Linked DNA regions of Oryza sativa: region 2 is linked to region 1. A link is a contact called in public HiCAR-type data. All regions are on one chromosome and are shown on one strand. Each heading gives the region's core, a stretch centred on a gene start, on an enhancer-like site or on the middle of the called end of the contact. The rest is flanking DNA. Distances are from core to core; before and after follow the strand shown. Region 1 holds the start of LOC4340951 (phosphatidylinositol 4-kinase gamma 4-like). Region 2 holds the start of LOC4340977 (probable transcription factor GLK1).

Evidence for each region. HiCAR-type assays count read pairs that join an accessible place to other places.
Region 2: a HiCAR-type map of leaf shows a contact between it and region 1, with 3 times the contacts expected there. The contact joins the promoter of LOC4340977 here to the promoter of LOC4340951 in region 1. A contact is called at or near these places in 1 of 15 Hi-C or Micro-C datasets (leaf) and 1 of 4 datasets of contacts at active chromatin or transcription factors (leaf).

Annotation. Positions count from the first base shown.
Region 1 is chr6:13,787,305-13,794,388 of ASM3414082v1, forward strand. LOC4340951 (phosphatidylinositol 4-kinase gamma 4-like) reads right to left here and starts at 2,410. Exons shown (of 5, transcript XM_015787854.2): 1 at 2,276-2,410; 2 at 2,011-2,105; 3 at 1,822-1,900; 4 at 191-1,733; 5 at 1-96. The coding sequence starts at 1,519.
Region 2 is chr6:14,258,997-14,266,080 of ASM3414082v1, forward strand. It overlaps LOC4340977 (probable transcription factor GLK1), which reads left to right and starts at 4,280. Exons shown (of 6, transcript NM_001402804.1): 1 at 4,280-5,056; 2 at 5,145-5,285; 3 at 6,823-7,084. The coding sequence starts at 4,511.

The DNA.
Region 1 (7,084 bases), core at 1,160-3,659:
TTCAGCGTCTAGTGATTTGATGTATGCAATGGTTTCATCACTGAATGGTTCACGAGCCTGGGGCCAGTACAGCCACTCAAAGGTACAATCTTCAAACTGCGTCACAATGGAAAAAAAATTATCGTTAGTCTACCAGAATAAGTACTATCTCATGCAAGAAGAAAAGTGAGTGCTAGAGAGTAACGTGTACCTTCTCTGGCAAGCAGTAACCATGATCAATTGGAACCAACTTGTAATTGCCACCTTCTTCATCCTTGCACACTAAAATGTTCCCTGCATGACGATCAGCGTTTGCTAACCTAAGATCTAACACTGCTATTTTGTGGACCTCCTTCACTGGAAATGCTCGGGGACCCATATCCTCACAACTTCCATTGTTCTGAATGAACATCTGCAGTGATCCAATCTTGAAGCTCTTCCCCCTGTGTAAGCTCCGGACCAATGCTGTGGGAGGCACACCAGAGAACCCGATACGTTCTTCAGATTCATGATCACCAATTGGATGGTCAAGAATATAAGCAGCAACTTCCCTAAATGCACCTTCCCCTACAAGTGTCCCCCTCTTCATGCCTTCTCCATCAGTCGACACTGGAAGCCCTCTTGGGTTGTTTTTAGCCATAGGTTCCTCATCTCTGGGCTTAAACACTGCAATATTCTTCTCTCCTGATGCATCTTGCATGAAGTAAACACCCCCTGAACCTTCAGCTGACATCACTGGCAAGTATCCATTCTCAAGACCAGCTATGGCTGAGCTAATCATTCTCATCACTTCAAGTGATAGCTTCACCTTGTGGTTAACGATAATTGGTTCAACAAGAGCAGGCCTAGCACCAGCTGGTTTAGCAGGGTTCACAGCATGAGCTTCATTTTGAAGGTTCTCTTTCTCCTGCGGAGTGACAACTGTAACCACCGTGTCTTTATCAACTTGCTGTGTCCGTAACTTTGCTGGCTTGCGGATGAACAAATGGATCACAGCATCATCCTTCTTGCTAATATCAGCAATCAGCTGGTGGTCCTCAAGCTCCTTGCCATCACATTCAAGCTTGTGATCCTCACCAAGGTCCTCATCTCCCTCCACTGCCAGCTTACTCTTGAGATACTTGACATTGCGGCTCTGGTCCACCTGGAACTGAAACTTCTTTCCACTGGTAGTCTCGATGTTAATCAAGCGAAGATCAGCCAAGCGGATAACAAGGTGCAGAACATTTCCATCGGCAAGCCCATAATCCTTCACATGGCAGTTGTTCCTTGCCAGCTCGTGCCCATCAAGCACAAGCCTCTGCTTGTTAACCACGAACCCCTTGAACCGCTGAATGCGCAGCTTGACCGAGGCGATGGACTCCGAGCCGAGCACACTCATCGGCATCGGTGGGGCACCAGGCACAGCAAGAAAGATGATAATCGAATCCTGCAGCTGTGACCCGGACAAACAGTGGGGCGACCGGCTGCCGTCGAAGCAGATGGGCAGGAGAGCAAACTCTTCCACCATCGGGCTAATGGCAATGGCAGCAGACGACATCTTCACAGGAGGTCCTTAGGATGCCGAAGCTTCCTCAACTACTGCTACTATTTACACTAACCTAAAAATCAGATCCTTCACACTACGAATTAGAAGCCATGGAGAAGAAAGGGCAAGGGTTCCTTTCCTTCCTTAGAGGATGGAGGAAACCCTCTGCGATCGCGAGATAACCAGCGTGGTTACAATCCCATCTTGATCTCCAGGCACATCAAACCTGCACAAAATTCAGAGAGCCATTCGTTATTAACCACCGAAACATTCAACCGAAGGGGAGAAATTCCAGAGCATGAAGAGAAACGTACCAGACATGGTTAGATGAGGGGGAGAAGTGACGAAATATCTCGCCTTTGCCCACCAGTGATTGAATCCCCCACACGGAATCTACAAAGGAGAAATCATTCCGGATCGATCAGCCTCAGACCATCAAATCCACCCGATCCCCAGGGTAAATTCAGCTCAAATTAACACAAAAAACCAGAGAAATTGCTCACCAGAAGAGGGATTAATCAGGAAGGGCCCGAACCCCCTCCGATCCGGACGCCAACCGAGCCACAACCTCACCGATTCACCTCACTCCAATCAAACCCTGCAAGCACACCACCACACCACCACACAGATCAGAAAAACTCCCCACCAATCCAAATCCCAAGCCAACCGCCCCAAAAAAAAAAAGAAAAATAATCTCACAAGAATTCACAGGACAAATCAGCGGGGGATTCACCGCAAGAACCGACCAGAGGAGAGGAGGGGGGATACCCCGGAGAGGGGGGCGGGGCTAAATCCGGCGCGGCGCCTTGTTCTTCCTTGCTCCGAAGTTCACGCGAGATGGGGAAGCTTCGGTTTGGTTTTGGTTTGGGGAGAAAGAAATTCAGAGAGAGAGGGAGGGGAAATGGTGATGGTTGTGGGGGCAGCTGATTTATTCGGCGGAGGCGGGCGGCCGTCACCGTCAGTTTCCAGGGCTGACGGCGTGAGCGTGACGTGACGTGCTGTGGGGAGAGAGAGAGAGAGAGGACGCGCCTTCGCGGAAGTGGGGCCGATGGAATCGGAAGGGGAAAAAAAATCTCCATTGTCGGGGCTCGAGGGTATACAGCGGTTTTAGGATTTTTTTTTTTTTGTCGGTATGCTTAGCACACGGAGCAAGAGGAAAGAAGGATGGTTCTAGAGACACCATAGATAAGAAATCCAGGTTGGGATATTTTGATCTTTAATAATGATGAGTACGAGATTATTATTACACGTCGAACATTGTATTAATCCATATACACTTAGAAAAAACAAACCTAAACAAATAAGATGAGTGAAAACAAACTTGCACACACCAGATGCCAAAAGTCCCCCAGAAAAAGGAAAAATGTATGCTGATGATTATCGAAAAAAAATACTTGATTTAGTCATATAGTTTGGCCTACAGTTAATTAGAAACGAATAAAATATTATATATGTATTCTTAGTGTCTTAAAATTACATATACAAATGAACTATAACAAAAATATCAAAATATTTTGTTTTCTTATCAAGGGCAAGATGCCCCCATTTCTTTTTATTAGAAATGAGATGACTAAAAAAATATAAAAATATGTATAAGTGAATTTTAAATTTTAGCTGTCGCTGAAAATCTAAGACTGTGTTTAGTTCACGTGCCAAAATTTTTTCAGTATACGGATACATATTTAAAGTATTAAGCGTAGACTAATAAAGGCATCCACAATGTGGAAATATAGAGGGTCTTAAGCCCTTGAGTAGTCCATATACATTGTGAGAGTGAGCATTATAAAGGTTTCTTGGATGAGCTACCATTAGCTATAATATGCATGGCCATAAGGAATAAAAAAACATTCTTCTCTCTATAGGTGGGGGAGAGAAATTGGAAAGGTGTAGTAGTTGGTTATAGATGATAAAAGGTGGGACCCACCTTAATACCTCCTCTTGCTATATACACTGTGTGAGAGATGCTATATAGCAATAGAGCCCACATTGGACCTATCTTAAAGACCCACTTGAGCATTATACATTACTGATGTCTTAACAAAACAAACTACAGATTCCGCCTGTAAACTGCGACACAAATTTATTAAGCCTAATTAATTTGTTATTAGCAAATGTTTACTGTAGCATCATATTGTCAAATTATGGTATAATTAGGCTTAAAAAATTCGTCTCGCAATTTACATGCAAACTGTGTAATTGGTTTTTTTTCATATTTAATGCTTTATGTATGTGTTTAAATATTTTATTTAATATGATGGAACTTTTAGAAGTTTGAAGGGTACGGTAAACACTGCCTAAAATACAAAGGAAATGTATAAAGCCGGCCTGGGCCCTCCTCCACCCAACGTGCCTGCCTGCCATCAATCTCCTCCATCGACAAAACAAAACAAAAGAAAAGAAACACGATCACCTCACTGCCTTGTGGGGGCACACACACTATGTTCAGAACGGTCGGCGAGAGGAGCGGGCGGAAGAAGAGTCAGAGCAAGGATGGTCGGTCAGGTCAGTTTCTCTGACTCAGCCAGCCCCATCCGTGCCGTGGCCGTGGCCGTGGCCGTGGGGAAGACGAAAGAAAAAAAAAAAGAGTAAAGTCCATCACCGATCCCTAAACTTTTACCGCTGTATCATCCCGGTCCCTAAACTCGTAAATCGACCGTTCAGGTTCTCAAACTTATTTGATTGTGTCATCCCGGTCCTTAAACTTGCAGATAACTCGTTTAGGTTCTCCAACTTGTTCAGTTGTGTCGCCCCGGTCCCTAAACTTGGATTTGAATATCATTTGGGCCAAATAGGACAGTCTAAAGACTTTATATTTAAAAATAATTTATAACTTTTTCATGTGAACTCTAATGAAGACAAACTTTATATCAAACTTGTAGCCCTCGACGCGATCTACAACTATGTAGTTGATTTTTTTTATTTTAATTCATTTTTTGTCCCAAAATGTAATTTTAAAATTAAAATTTCAAAATCTATAAACATGCAACAATATTTTGGGACCCTAAACAGTTTTAATTCAAAAACTTTTCAACTACAAAGTTGTAGGTCGCGTCGAGTGCTACAATTTTGATATAAAGTTTGTCTTCATTAGATTTTGCATGAAAAAGTTATAAATTATTTTTTGATATAAAGTTTTTTGACCGTCCTGTTTAGGGACCGGGGTGACACAACTGAACAAGTTGGAGGATCTAAACGAGTGATTTACAAGTTTAGAGACCGGAATGACACAGTGAAACAAGTTTGAGAACCTGAACGGTCGACTTACGAGTTTAGGGACCGGGATGACACAAAGGTACAAGTTTAGGGACCAGTGATGACTTTACTCAAAAAAAAAAAAAAGCAAGCCACAGGAGGGGAGCTGGAAAAGGCCGGGGGAGCGGACTAGGGGCTGTTTGGTTGAAGCCCTGAGCCAAAAGAGCCTGGCGTGATGTGTCCCTGAGGGATATCCTGTGTTGTTTGGTTGGTGGCCTGGTTTCATTCCCTGCCTGATCTGAAAAACCTGATAGGTTCATTAGCCTGGCTCAGGCCACCAAAAACGAGCGCCTGGCTCAGGCTAGTTACACAAAACGCGCTAATCAACCTTGTCCTGTCACGGGCCCACGGCTGTGCATGCAAAAAGTGTTGGAATATTTTATTGTTGAATCTTGGTTGGTGTAAACGAACTGAAAATACAACATTTGCTTATATGCGATAGATTAGGATATGAGATAGTACCGTTTTATTTACTTTCTCCGTTTCACAATATAAGTCATTCTAGCATTTTTCATATTCATATTGATATTAATGAATCTAGATAAATATATATGTCTAGATTCATTAACAACAATATGGATGTGGAAAATGCTAGAATGACTTATATTGTGAAATAGAGGGAGTAAATAATATCTACCTTAACCATGTAATTATGAGCCATCTAATCTCAATTTAGTTTCCTCAGGCTCAGGCTACCAACCAAACAATATTTGCTCAGGCTAGCATCATCAGGCAAGTTTTGATAGGATAGCCAATGCCTCTCAGGCATGCAGTTTTCTCAGGCACATCACCTCCAACCAAACAGGTTAAAGGGATTAGGCCGGGGTGCGTAGGCCGTGACGCGTCGTCTTAACAGGAGACGGTGTGCGCCGTCCGTGTCCGTCGCCAAGGACGCGTGTGCCTACGTGTGGGTGTGGCTGCTTGTGCTTGCGGGTGCGACTGCGACTGCGACTGCGGCCGGTGCAAGGAAGGAATGGGAAACCACGGGCGTCGACCCAGCTGTTTGCGTTTTTTGTCGTTGTGTGTCGCCTTCTCTACGTGGGCACGTCTGCCCCTTTTCTTTTTTTTGCCCCACAACTTCCACTTGCCTTTTCCCCGCGATGCATGGAGTGGACATTTTCTCCTCGTCCCGGTTCACCCTCTCCGCCCGTCCCTCTCGTACCCCTTCCAATCCTGCGTTATAATCATTTACTAATGATCTGTCTATTTTGCTTCAAGAAATTTAGCTCAGCTAAACGTCCATCCCAGACGCATCCTCATATTAGCTACTCCCTTATATATTGCAGGCAAGTTTCTTAAAATGCTAAACAAACTATTTTTTTCAAATACTTTTATATAAAATTTATTTTAAAAATTAAATAAACCAAAATTCCAAGTTGTAATACTTGATACTTATAATTAATAATATACTAATGTCTCGTTTCGCAACAAGTTCAAAATCAAAGCCGATAAACTCATTCAAACTATACATTAGAAAATTGCGGGCCAGTTGAATTAGATTTGATTATAACTCTCATATTTTTATACATACAATTATATTTATATACAACAGATACTAAATTTATGATGGGATTTAATATACAACTATTTTATTTTCTTCTGTTTTTATTGTACTTTATTTACAACTATTGTTATCAACTATACTTGTTATAATTTGGTCCTACAAAAAGTCTTGGAAAAATATCAATCTTTATATGTAGCATCCTTAGACAATATCGAAATTTGTATATTATGTATATCTCAAAAGAAATTTCCATGTTTTTAAAGAACTTTTTTATGTAGCTGAAAGACAAATTACTTAATTAAAAGATAGACGCGACAAAAAAAATTCTTTTATCACATGAAAGATGATTTTCATAAAAGAAAATCAATCACAGAAATATTCTATTATCAAATAAAACAAATTATATTTTAAAAAAATTAATACATGAAAAAATCTTGAATCTACACAAAAAGTTCTGCATTATATAAGGATGCTGCGCACATTTTTTTAAAAAAATTTAACTTAAGCGAATCAATCAATTATCAATCAGTATATGTCTTGAAAGACAGTTTTAGAAAAATATCTGCTCCAACGGCATATTTTGAAAATAATTGATAAAGTCATTTTTTCACTGCTAGTAGCACATTGGTTACACTTTTTTAGTTGTAACATAGAAATATAAGTTTTGAATCATAGATATTCTATACTCAGTTGTCTTAAAATATAACAACTTACTATGATAAATCTAAACAAGCTTCTTATCTATATTCTATATTAGATTGCTAACTATGTAGATAGTATTTCCCATGCCATTACAAATTTACCTATTTAGAAAAATATCA
Region 2 (7,084 bases), core at 3,030-5,529, 470 kb after region 1:
TTAGATGATCACGACTGCCACAGCGCTACCGCTTTGCCACATATCGAATCATATACATACATACACAGACACATATCTATATATATATATGTATATATATACACATACATACATACATACATATAGATATATATATATATATATGATAAATTTTGTTAATAACATTAAGATAAAATTAAAGGTGTGATGTAGTGAGAGAAGAATTAAGCACCGTGGGTTGTGTTTTTGCAACACTTAGCTCCATTTAAGCTGAATCGAGAGTTGATTACATAATAATTATAATGTATTGTGTTATATCGTATTTAGATTTTGTACTATTTGTTCGCACAGGTGAAAGAAATCATTATGTTATAAATGTTAGCACAATATTAACTAATATGAATAGAACTCTTCTAAGACAAGGGAGTTTAAGACCCTCTTTTTTTTTCCTGATTCCATAGTATGGATTTTTGTTTGTACGCTATCCAAGTTTGTAAGTGGTGTCTTTTTTAAACAACATTTTAACTTTCAGAAGTCAATTCATTCGTTTATACCCTCAAATAGCTATCATATAAAAAAGATAATTCATCAATTTCAGCAGTCTTAGACCCTAAGTAGTACTTTTTTTTTTCATACGAGTCATGGTGAATAGTAAATTGGGGATTCATTTATACCCTCAAATAGCTATCATCTAAATCAGATAATTCATCAATTTCAGCTGTCCTAAACCCTAAGTAGTACAATTTTTTCATACGAGTCATGGTGAACAGTAAATTACGGATCAACGAATAATCAAAGTCGTAAGATGAATATGTAAGCGCTACTATGAACAACTATAAATAGGTGTCAAAATTAATTGTTGTTAATTAGACATCTAATGGCTTGTTAGCCACATAATTAATTTCTTTCTACATGTATATAAACATAGACGAAGCTGGAACAAATATTACCATATGCCCCATACATATATATTACACGGTTAATATTCTAATTAAATTGATCTTAGAACAAACTAAATACTATGAGGTCCCACCTCTCCTTCCACAGCATAGATACACACCTACGTACGTGGGTACGTACGCTTCCCCTCCGTTTTTTTCATTTTTCCCTTTCTTCTTTTTTTTTTCCGTGCATACGCTTCCCTCCTTTCTTACTATATCATGCGCCTTCATGAGACGATTTAATCACAATAATTTTGAATATCTTGCTCGCATTTTTCATTTGTGGACATAATACACTATATGTATATGTATGGATTATATGATAATTACCTAGCAATAGTTTCTTATTTACTCGAGACAAAAAACATGATTCAAAAAGGGTAAGTACTTAATCCATCTCCTACTCAAAAGTTTATGAATGGTTTTTTAACATACCTTAAGACAAATAGAACCCTTAAATTATTATAAAATACCATTACCCCAATTTTAGTTTGCTCTTAATCTATTTGACAAAATTTTTGAACAAACAATAATCTTATCTTTTAATAATATAAGTGCTTGCGCATGTGCGCGGGCCACCTTCCTAGTTTAATGCAAAAAACGGACCGATATATATGTGGTCATATGGGTAGCTGTACTGGTTAATTATAGCTACATTGAGGGCCTGTTTGGTACAGCTCCAACTCCTAAATATAACTCCAGGAGTTGTCTGTAGTGGAGTTGTGGAGCTGCCTAAACCCAGCTCCACAACTCTAGTACATTTTGTGAGAGGGCTCCACCCAACTCCACTCCCAGTTTTAGTGGAGCTGAAACTGTTTAGCTGAGCTCCAGCTCCAAGAGAGGTGGAGTTGGAGCTGGAGCTGTGCTAAACAGGCCCTGAAAGGAGTTGCTACAGAGATCCGTATCATTTTGACTGTATCCATCATCATCATAATGGGCGAGTTCGATTCAATGAATATAATCTATAGTTGATGCAGGACTAAGTTTCTGTCGTGATCATGCAACAGAGAGCTCAATGTTGATTTTATATACTTCCTCCGTTTCACAATATAAGTCATTCTACTATTTCCTACATTCATATTGATGTTAATATCTAGATTCATTAACATCAATATGAATATAGAAAATGCTAGAATGACTTACATTGTGAAACGGAGGGAGTACTTTGATTAAATTATACTAACGGTATATGAGCTTCTGTGATGGATGGAAATAAGTACAACCAATTGTAAATTGCTCATTTTAATTTGGTTAAAAAAATCGATGCAAACCCAGGTCGAAATAATTCACCACAAGTTAAATTATTGATATAGTGTGGTCCACCCCGAGGACACTTGTGGTAGTTTTACAGACATGTTTACACAGGCTCAATTTCAGTTTTTCAAAACATTATCAACCATAATAATAATTATGTTGCAAATATTTTTTAGCAACACACTTAAATGTGCTCGATTTCAGTTTTTCAAAACATATATCAACCAGTAATAACAATTATGTTGCAAATCTTTTTTTAGCGACTCACTGGAAAAGGTGCAACCTTGAGCAGTACAAGAGTCATGACAGATTATTTGGCACTGTAAATGACATCAAATAAAAAAATCATCAACTAAAAGGTTGTAGATCTCATTGATCTCTGTAACTTTGATATGGAATATGGAATGTAGACGATTATATAGGTCACCCACACCCTCCCCTGAAAAGAAAGAACCTATAAAAATTATCTTTTTGCGGATTTATTAGCACTCCGCATCTAAAAACAGAAAAGTCGCATACGAAAATAGGCCTATTTCTATGGGTGGTTTTTTAACCTATATCCATACAAATATATTTTCACAGGCATATTCTGTGATCTTGAAGTGACCTCAATCATCTCAATAGATGGTTTTACTTTTACTAGCTAAGGTCGCATGTGAAATGAAGAGCCCAGTGCCTGAGAAAATATTTTTATGTACAACTGGTGCATTTAGCCTCTCCCTTCTAACGTAGTTTGCACACATGGATACACAAAATGGTCTTCAACTCTCTTATGGTTAATTATTTTTTTCATGTACTGGTAGATATAGAAAAATACATGGAATGAAAAAGAGGAATATATTTTTTTTATCTGAAACTTGATAAAATTGCTCAAGTAAAAAATTATCTAGTTTCTTCTCACTAGATAATACTCCTCTCACTTGAGCAATGTTATCTATTTTCAGATAACAAAGCAATTATATATATGCATGGTATCAAAATGAGGGATATATATAAATTATTCATCTGAAACTATATAGCATTGTTTAATTATATGTTCCTGCATAGATCCATAGAATACTAAATATTTTTCATATATAGATTCATATATTATTGTTTCCCAAAGAAGTAATTTTGAAATATTGCACTGATGTAATTTTGAGAGGACTACTTTGTGTAGATAAAAAGACAGTGGAAAGTGATAGGGGAACATATAATTGCTAGCAACACCATAAGTTATATTTGTCACAAATAAGAAATTGTTGTCGTCATTGCCCACTGGAGATATTGGCCACCAGCCACTTATAATAGAAGATGCATACTAGATGTATCTTGATATAGCAGAACCAAGGATGGTTTGCAGAACAACCATCGGGAAGTTACTAACTTTTAGGGGTTGAGTCATATATATAAACAATAAAAATTAAACAACTTACCGAGATTTATTTTAATTAATTAGTATTCTAATTACTAGTTTTAACATAATTGTTAATAAATGCACCTGGAATACTGTAGGAAAATCTTTTGGCTATATCATAGGTGAGTTTGAGCTCCTGAACCAAGTAAACCTTATCTCATCCTCTAAAAAAAAAAGTTGACAAGACGCGCGTACTTCCTAATTATGCCAAACAACTCATGCCCCGCACGCTGTTTTTTTTTTTTTGCCGCTGAGTAATTAAATTGTCTACTTACAAATCCTCTGCAGTTTGAACGCGTTGCTATACTCACAGCCCCTATATCTCTCCCTTTTTTTAAAAAAGAAAAACACAGCAGGCATAATCAGCTAAGATGCAGGACAGTCTCCAGCCGATATACATGCAGCCGCTGTCATCTTTTGTTCTCTTCTCCCTCGGCTTTGTCTCACGAGAGTCCACCCTACCATCTCTCTCTGATCTATATGTGTTTCTGTTCTTCGCATCGGGAGGAAAAAAAATATAGAGGTCTCACCGAAAAAAAGGCTCATCCACACACTGCCCTGCAATAATTTTGCAGAAGCGACCAAGCTGCACTTGCGCTCGCGGACAAGGCAACCCATCAAACGAATCGGAGAAATCTTTGCGAGCTTGTGGTCGACATGCCTCCTCCCGTTTCCCCTAATACTCCCCGGAGATTGCACACTTCTCCTCGCAACTAACAATACCTCGCACCTAGTCACCACCGCACCAACCGCGCGCGACCGGCCCCCCGTCAGTCGAAAGCTGAGCCTGAGCGAGCAACTGATGCCGCTAGCTATAGCTGCTGCCTGCAGCACGCAGCGCCCGTAACCTAACGTATCATTTACTTCCATTGCACTGCACATCCTGTGAGTTCGTTGTCTGAGTGAGAGCTGGACGTGCTGCACCGAGCTCCTGGCCGAGATGCTTGCCGTGTCGCCGGCGATGTGCCCCGACATTGAGGACCGCGCCGCGGTGGCCGGCGATGCTGGCATGGAGGTCGTCGGGATGTCGTCGGACGACATGGATCAGTTCGACTTCTCCGTCGATGACATAGACTTCGGGGACTTCTTCCTGAGGCTGGAGGACGGTGATGTGCTCCCGGACCTCGAGGTCGACCCGGCCGAGATCTTCACCGACTTCGAGGCAATCGCGACGAGTGGAGGCGAAGGTGTGCAGGACCAGGAGGTGCCCACCGTCGAGCTCTTGGCGCCTGCGGACGACGTCGGTGTGCTGGATCCGTGCGGCGATGTCGTCGTCGGGGAGGAGAACGCGGCGTTTGCCGGGGCTGGAGAGGAGAAGGGAGGGTGTAACCAGGACGATGATGCGGGGGAAGCGAATGTCGACGATGGAGCCGCGGCGGTTGAGGCCAAGTCTTCGTCGCCGTCATCGACGACGTCGTCGTCGCAGGAGGCTGAGAGCCGGCACAAGTCATCCAGCAAGAGCTCCCATGGGAAGAAGAAAGCGAAGGTGCAACCCTCAAGGGGCATGCACACAATTTAGCTCCACCTGTGGCATTACAAGCCGTTGCTCATGCTCATGCTGCATGGTTCTGCAGGTGGACTGGACGCCTGAGCTTCACCGGAGGTTCGTGCAGGCGGTGGAGCAGCTCGGCATCGACAAGGCCGTGCCGTCGAGGATACTTGAGATCATGGGGATCGACTCTCTCACCCGGCACAACATAGCCAGCCATCTTCAGGTGCGTGCATGGTGGAATCTCCTGTCTCACACTCTCACTTTACGTGGGGAAATATTTTTTATTTCCTAATTGTACCGTCCTTCGTTGGACTATAAAATACTTCAAACCAAACATTTATTTAAATCATGGCTATGCACGACGTTGGTTCCAGTTTTCAAATTCTAATCGTGTTATTTTTTTATAATATGAGTATTATTCTTACAGCAAGACGCGTGTGTATATATTATATATATGAAACCTTATTCCTACTAGCTTCATTTTGTAGGTTACCTGGTTTCTCAGTGTAGATCGATGATAAATGAACTATCTAATAATTTTATTTGAGCTCCGATAAAGATATGTAGGTTTGGCCCGTTGGTTTGTTATTTACTTTAGTTTCTATGTAGATTTCTTTTTGTTCCATGTAAAAGTAGATATATGATGTAGATCCCAGGTTTTAATTCATATATTTTCTAAAAGAAACTACAAACTTAATTGGGGGAAAAACTCCCAGTGATAACTTCATACAATACGGAAATTGGTATTATTGGCTTAAAAACTAACGTTACGTCATCAGATAAAGAATGCCTTTTTTAAAAAAAATGGACAGCAATCCATCTATGTAAGGTTTTACCCTTAGTTAATTGTAGAACTTCAATTCCCAGCTAGATAAGCTGCAGATTTCAGTCTCCAAATCTTTTTGAATTTTAAAGTTTGACTTTGAGAATAATTTTAGGTACAATTTTTATTTATGTTCTTAACAACCATGAAAGGACAACCAGGGAAACATAAGTGATAAGAAAACCTCTAATAACAAGTTGTAGGATTTAAAATCATCTTTGGAAAACATTTTTGCCATAACTCAATATATGTGGTAAACTGAGTACTATCAAACGAACATATGTACACGAAGAACTTCAACTCACACGGCATGTCCTGCAGTAGAACAAAAATTTGAACCTGGAGCACATGGATATCATAAATTACAAAAATCCAAAGTTGAGACACTGTTACAGAGCGTGACAGTGAAGATTTTCATCACTCTGTCCAGTGTCCACCCTTTCTCGCTTCCCACAGTACCGGTCATCTGCTGATCATCTATGAGCTGTAAGTTCACGGATTGAACTGTAAGTTTGTAGCCTATTGTTTGGACTTTCAGTTCTGTGTAGTACTCTAGTGGGACCTGTTTTCACCGCATAAAGTGTGATATATTTTGGTCCACATAACAGTACATATGGTATTTGCTTTCTACACCCAGCAGAAGAACCATATTACTCCCTCCGTCCTTAAATATAAGTATTTCTGACTATGAATCTGGACAACTGTTGTTGTCCAGATTCATAGCTAAAAGTTGTTATATTTTGGGATGGATGTAGTATTTATAATAATAAGATGTGTTACATGTTATTTATTTCGCAATGGAGGGAGTAAGTCAGAATTGTGACTTCTATTTACAAGACATCTTCAAATTGTTCAAACGAATATAGTATAGACCTTGTTATTTTGGGATCGTCCTGGCCCACTAATTGACTTATCACTTCATGTAAATTATTTGCAGAAGTACCGGTCACACAGAAAACACATGATTGCGAGAGAGGCGGAGGCAGCGAGTTGGACCCAACGGCGGCAGATTTACGCCGCCGGTGGAGGTGCTGTTGCGAAGAGGCCGGAGTCCAACGCGTGGACCGTGCCAACCATTGGCTTCCCTCCTCCTCCGCCACCACCACCATCACCGGCTCCGATTCAACATTTTGCTCGCCCGTTGCATGTTTGGGGCCACCCGACGATGGACCCGTCCCGAGTTCCAGTGTGGCCACCGC